2 separate regions of the Arachis hypogaea genome follow, and region 1 is linked to region 2. Evidence: chromatin contacts called from public Hi-C data. All regions are on one chromosome and are shown on one strand. Each heading gives the region's core, a stretch centred on a gene start, on an enhancer-like site or on the middle of the called end of the contact. The rest is flanking DNA. Distances are from core to core; before and after follow the strand shown. Region 1 has its middle 18 kb from the start of LOC112776579. Region 2 holds the start of LOC112776836 (ethylene receptor 2).

Region 1 (3,256 bases), core at 326-2,825, 71 kb after region 2:
TTAAAAACTATAATTATAAATTAAATCAATTCTTCTATTTATTAAATAATGATATATCATATTAAATAGAATAACACTTACGTGATACATTATTATCTAATAGATAAAAAGACTAATTTAACTTATAATTATATTTTTTAAAAATTAATATGATTAATAAAATTTTTCAAAGATTAATTTAAAAAATAAAAATTTTAACTGATGAATTTAAATATTAACCCTAAAAAGATAATAATACTGTTCCCATTTTTAATAATATTATTCCATCATAATTTATTTTAATTATATATTTACATAAATTAATATAGAAAATAATATTATCAAAATAGAAATAAAAATACATTTCTTAATACATAATAAGCGAAATTATTATTTTGAATTTTAAATGATTATTTACTGAATATGTGACATTTATTAACTTTTATGAATTCACTATATATACGTGTTTATTTTGTTTATTTTTTAAAACTAAATCTATTATCAGAATGTTTTTTTTAAATGTTAATATATATCTTTTAGTTATAAGAAACTAAATTAATATAACAAATATTTTAAGAATCAAAACAACAAGATGTTTATAATCTAGATTCTAGAAAACCTCGCAATCTATTAATAGTAGCAACCTTATTCCCCCGCTCTCTCAAAGAAAAAAAAAGCAGCTATATTGAGCCTCTTTCAGTCATTTGGAAAAATTTTGTTAATGAAGGAAATAGTGCATTGGTCAAATAATGTAAATTGAACCAAGACTGAATGTGTCATTAAGTGGCATCTAGCAATGAGAATCACCTCGGAGGAATGGTTAAGAATCCTTTTACAGGACGAAACCGACTATAATGTGTGGTTGATGTTCCGAATGTGACCCGCAAGTCCAATCCGGTGCGGCCCAAATGGGATTAATCACTCCCAAAAGGTCGTCTCCTCAGACTCCGGACACTATATCCATAATCATTTTTTGAAATTTGAAAAGTAAAACCCTAACATCTCTTTATTTTTTTTTGGTGACTTCCTAACATCTCTTTAGAAAGATAAGTTTACACATTCTATAAAATTGGAATCCCACCGCTCCTTAGGTACGAACAACTCTACTCTAGAATACTGATCTCTTACTTCTTTAGCTCTCTCTGACTTGAGCATTACAGTGTTATTGTACATATTATCTCTACGTTGTTTCCAAAATTTGTTTAACCTGCTCGCCTGGCTCAATAAGTTCCCGTCAACCATCCATCAACAGATTAGGTAATCCTTTGGACCCAGCTGAACATTGACATCGTTTGTGGAGAACCTCTTGATTATAGGCTACATGGTCGGCGACTCCGAAAAGCCTCTCCTGACCCACCCAAAATCAAACCACCACCAAAACCTAAATCAACACACCCCAACCAAGAACCGAAAAGAACAGGGCCCATGGGGCCATAGAAAGGTAGCTAGTATGGTCCACACAAAAAGTAACCTCGAGCCAACCGAGGCAACAATCGCATAAAGATGATCGATGGTCAAATGGCAGCAGGTCATTTGTCGGTCTAGGCAAGAACAAGAACCACATAATCCAAGATTTTTGACATCGAGTCCAAACTTTGGAAGGAAGAATTGCCACTAATGAGCACTATCAGCCATAACACACAAGCGAGACGGTCTCACAGACAGCATCTCAAAAAGACTCGAGAGCAAGATCTCTAAATAAACGCCACGAAAGACGAAGAGATTACAACTATTCCTGAGAAACCATAAACCCCTAAATTCTAAACCTGAAACGGTAATAATAAAAAATCTCAAAGGGACCCCAAACAAAAGAGGAATGAGCATGCAGTGATGGGAGCAGCCCCTTCACCGAAAAAATCCTGAAAGTCAGACTACTGAAAATCTTTAACAAACCGATTGAAATGAAATACAATGGCACCAAGGATCCTCAGGAACACATAACCACATTCGAGGCAAGAGGATGAATCTCGAAGGAGCACGGACGTTGTCTGGTGTTGCGCTTTCCCGAAAACCCCATCCAGAGCAGGCATCAAATGGTTTAACGTGTTACCAAAAGTCTCGATCACATGCTTTAACAACATATCAAAAATGTTTTTAGCACAATTCACCACACGGATTGCCAAAGCTAAGCATCCAATCAACTTGCTAGGAATCACCCAACGGCTCGATGAGTCAATAAGTAAATATTTAGACAGATTCAACAATGAATGCCTAGAAATTGACAAATTGACAGATTCGATCGCAAGTCTCTGTTTGACCAATAGGCTGATGAAAAGAAGCATTTGACGACAAAACCAGTCTGGACAATACAAGAAATTCAGAGCATAGCTCGAAAATACATCAATGATGAAAAGGTTAGCCAAGTCGTGAATGCTAATAAATGGTAACACAACAATACGACACCTCAGAACAACCCAAGCTAGCTACACAAAGAAGTGCACAAAGAGCACATAAAACCTTTTGCCCCAGGCCGACCACCCGAAGTCAAAAGTTCATAAACTATACCCCATTATTGGCTCCTATCGCAGAAGTATATCAACAAATTACAGAAAGGGGAGTCCTTCCATAGCCCAGACAACTAAAAGCGTGCACGAGATGCAATAAAAGCCTATATTGCGATTACTACAAAGGTTATAGGCACAAAAGTCAAGATTGCTTCGACCTCAAGAACACATTAGAATAGGCCATCAGAGATGGCAAGCTTTCCAAAAGCACAAAAAGAGAAAGATCACCATAACAAGAAGGATGAAACCCGCGAGGAATCAAGACCATATCCCAGGAAGGCCCCATAGGAGACCTAACAATAGTAGTAAATGTCATCACGGGTAAAAATGCCCAAGAGAAATCCAAATCAGTACTAAAAGAAGACCTTCAGATTTTGTACGTCGCCCTAAGAAAAAGGAAACCCCCAACCAGAATGCTAGTGATCAACTTCAATCCCGAAGACTATCAGAACGACACATCAGACGAAGACGCGCCATTCATCATCTCAGCAAAAGTTAGAACAGGATAGTTAAACACATCCTGAATGACGTGAGAGCGGACTCCAATATCATTTTCTGAGAAGAATTTGATAGGTTAGGCCTACGAAATGCAAACTTGCAAAGCCAGTTAACCGAGGTAACAAGCCTCGGAGACAATTTCATTAAACTTCATGGCTCGGTGATTTTGCTGATCACAATGGGATCTAGAGTACAAAAGAAAATCGTGATTTCTAGGTTTGTTGTGCTTCAAGACTCAATAGTCTACAATATGAAACTCGGGTGCAAAATAATTA
Region 2 (3,120 bases), core at 510-3,009:
GACACCAACGCTGTGAGAATCTTGAAGACGGTGAGCGCCACCATGAGCTGAAAAGTGTGAGGGCCATAAGTCCACCCATTCAACAAATGCGTCAATCCACAAAGAACAATGAAGGCAATGAACTGTATAAGCACCCATTTGAAAGGAACATTTGTGCAACTTATGAAGTAAAGAAGCTCAATGGGGATTGAGAAGTATGCCACAGCAATCAAGAAATCCCCAACTCTCTGGCATTCTAGAATGCTCTCAATAGTCCACAAGCTAGATTCATCATCACAGTTGCATCTTGGAAATCCATTATCTGTTGTTGTTGCAGATACAGTTACCCATAAGAGGAGTGAGCAAATCAACAAGAACCAAGATGCCACTGCTTTTAACATTGATACCAATATATATATGTAGTTCTTGATCTTCAATCCATCTAAGCATATGTCACATATGTAAATTAATTGGCCATAGCTAGAAATCAAAGAAAAAATCTTCCAACAATTTCCTCAAATTGCCTTGACCTGCCAACAAAGCTAAGTAAGATCCAAAGATGGAAAAAACAAAATATGAGATCCTTAAAAAAGGGGAAGGGAAAAAGTAAAAAGACACAATTCTATGACTTTTTTGTTTCACTTCTCTCACTCTTGTGATTTCAGGTTCAACCTTGGTTCATTGTTTCAATCTTATATAGCACCTTATGGATTGGAATGGCATGAATCGGTGAATAACACAGTTGTCAACAGATAAAGATGGCATTCCCCATCAACAAAAAATGCAAATAATTTAAAATTAAAAAAAAAACATATACAAAAAAAATATATAAGGGATATAAAAAATAAAAAACAAAAAGAATAAAAGAATCAAGGAAATCTAGGCTATTACAAAACCTGGGGGGAAGGCAAAGTCCAAAAAAAAACTATTAAAAAAATCAAAAGTCCAACAACAACGTGTAAGAACTAAGAGCTCTCCCCGAAAAATAAAAAATAACAAAATAAAACCAAAAAAATAAAGAAGCATAATAAAACCCTGTAATGCAGAGCAAAAATAGAGTACCTGAAGAACCATATCTCCTTGAATGCAATCAAATATTCCAGCTTCACATCAGATCTTACCCCTTTTGTGGAACACCAAAATCAAAACTTCAGTTATAGAAACATCAAAGGATCACTCCATCTCCACCACCATCACCACCACCACCATGGGTACCACCAAAGTCCATTGCTTTAGAACAACGTTAAGTGCACCACCATTGAGAACAAAAACAAGTAGAAAGAGCACACACCCAACAACACCAAAATGAAAAAGAACCCGTCTTTATCGTTCAACGACAAGAAGATCAAGATGAAGAAGGAGGAGGAGGAGGGGTTGCTATAAGAGGAAAGCGAGTTGGAGGCTTTTTGTTGAAAAAGGCTTTTGTGTTGAAACGAAAGGAAAGAAGAAATAGATTATTGGGAGAGAAAGAGAGAGAGAATCTTTATGAAGGGTTAGAGAGAGTGAGTATTCTCCATTTTCCAACAATGAGAAACCAGAAAAGAAAACCATGAAAGGAAAGGGAGAAGAGAAGCGCCGTTGTTTCTTGGAAGAAAAAGGAGGTGAGCTGGATTTGAGAGAGAGAAAGAGGGTCCCACATCGTTAACATGAAGAGAACTTAGACGCTCTCAAGAACCAAAACGTCCTCCTCACACCAAAATACATTTGTTTTATTTTTCTCTCACTGCTCTTTCCTTTTCAGTTTTCTGTTCCTCTCTCTCCTCTATTTTATAAAAACGCTCATGTTCTACGTACAAGCGTCTTTTATATAATAAATTCAAATATTCAATCAACTTGACGTAAGTTGAACAAACAAAAATTTTGCAGCACAAAACTTTTTAATAAAAATATAAAATTTATTGATATAGTTTAAATTTATTGATATAATATAAAATTTTTTGTATAAAACACCATTTTTATCGATATTGTATAAAAATTTTTCACATAATATAAAATATTTTTATATAGTACGTAAATTTTTTGTTCATAATACATAAATTTTTATTGTGAATATATTTTATTTTGTTAATTAAATGAGTCAATATTTTAAATACGTGGTCTTTTAAAATTTTTTGTATTGCACACTAAAATTTTTATGTTACACACTAATATTTTGAACATGTGATCTTTTAAAAATTTTTATGTTGTATATTAAAATTTCTGTGATATTCATTAAAATTTATGTATTATTGATCAAAATTTTTGTGTTTTAATTTTCTAAATATTTATAAGAGAAAAAGATGATAAAGACGACAAAAACGATGATGATGATGATGATAATAATAATAATAATAATAAAGGAAGATGAAGAGGGAAAAAAAGAGGAAAAGAAATTAAACAACAACAATGATAGCAAGGATGACGGCTATAGTAATAGCAGTGACGAAGATAAAGGAAAGAGGAGAAGAACCAGGAAGAAGAGTAACAGAAAGAAAAAGAAGTAGTGCCCAATGACTTGGTTGAAACTTACTTTAAAAAACATGCCTAGTTTTATTGTTTAAAAAATATTATGTGTGTACTAACTAAATCAATCATTATATATTTGTATATAAATATATATTATTTAATTCATTTTTAATATGTACTTTATATTTTAATATATATTTTATATTAGTAGTTTATTTTGGTGTACACTTATTATAATTGTTATTTTTATTCTTATATTGTATATTTTAATTAGGATAAAGTATTGTTGAGAATAAGTAGTATGATCAATTCAATCTATCATGTGTCAAATAATTTGTTATTGTTATTATATGTATTTGTTGGTTTACGAATTTTTGCTCGACCAGAGAATCAACAAGATAAAAAAAGACCGCAACCAGGAATCATCAGCATATGTGCTATGTTGAGTGTATAAACGGGGAAGATGTCATCTTTACTGGTTAATGACTCGACTCAAAAGCAAAGTATAAGGAAAGTATCAAGATGAGTAAAAAAAAAAAAACCTATATAGTCATGTTCTTAGAGCAGAAGTACATGTTTCGACACAACACAATTGAAAACTTATGAATAAGAGGTCGATAAAACTTAGAAGTTTAAAAAAGTAAATCTAATGAAGTCGAAGACAAGACAATTATCACGTGTTTTAAGTGCTAAAGT

What was found. Hi-C and Micro-C count contacts between places; a contact is called where the count stands out from the background.
Region 1: a Hi-C map of leaf shows a contact between it and region 2, with 1.9 times the contacts expected there. The contact joins the enhancer-like site here to the promoter of LOC112776836 in region 2.

The regions. Positions count from the first base shown.
Region 1 is chr19:130,632,021-130,635,276 of arahy.Tifrunner.gnm2.J5K5, forward strand. No RefSeq gene overlaps it. Among protein-coding and RNA genes, the nearest start is that of LOC112776579, 18 kb to the right of the region's middle. Within about 2 kb of position 1,576, at least 3 of the 3 cell types and tissues checked have open chromatin away from gene starts, as enhancers often do.
Region 2 is chr19:130,560,987-130,564,106 of arahy.Tifrunner.gnm2.J5K5, forward strand. It overlaps LOC112776836 (ethylene receptor 2), which reads right to left and starts at 1,760. Exons shown (of 3, transcript XM_025821098.3): 1 at 1,042-1,760; 2 at 1-509. The coding sequence starts at 380.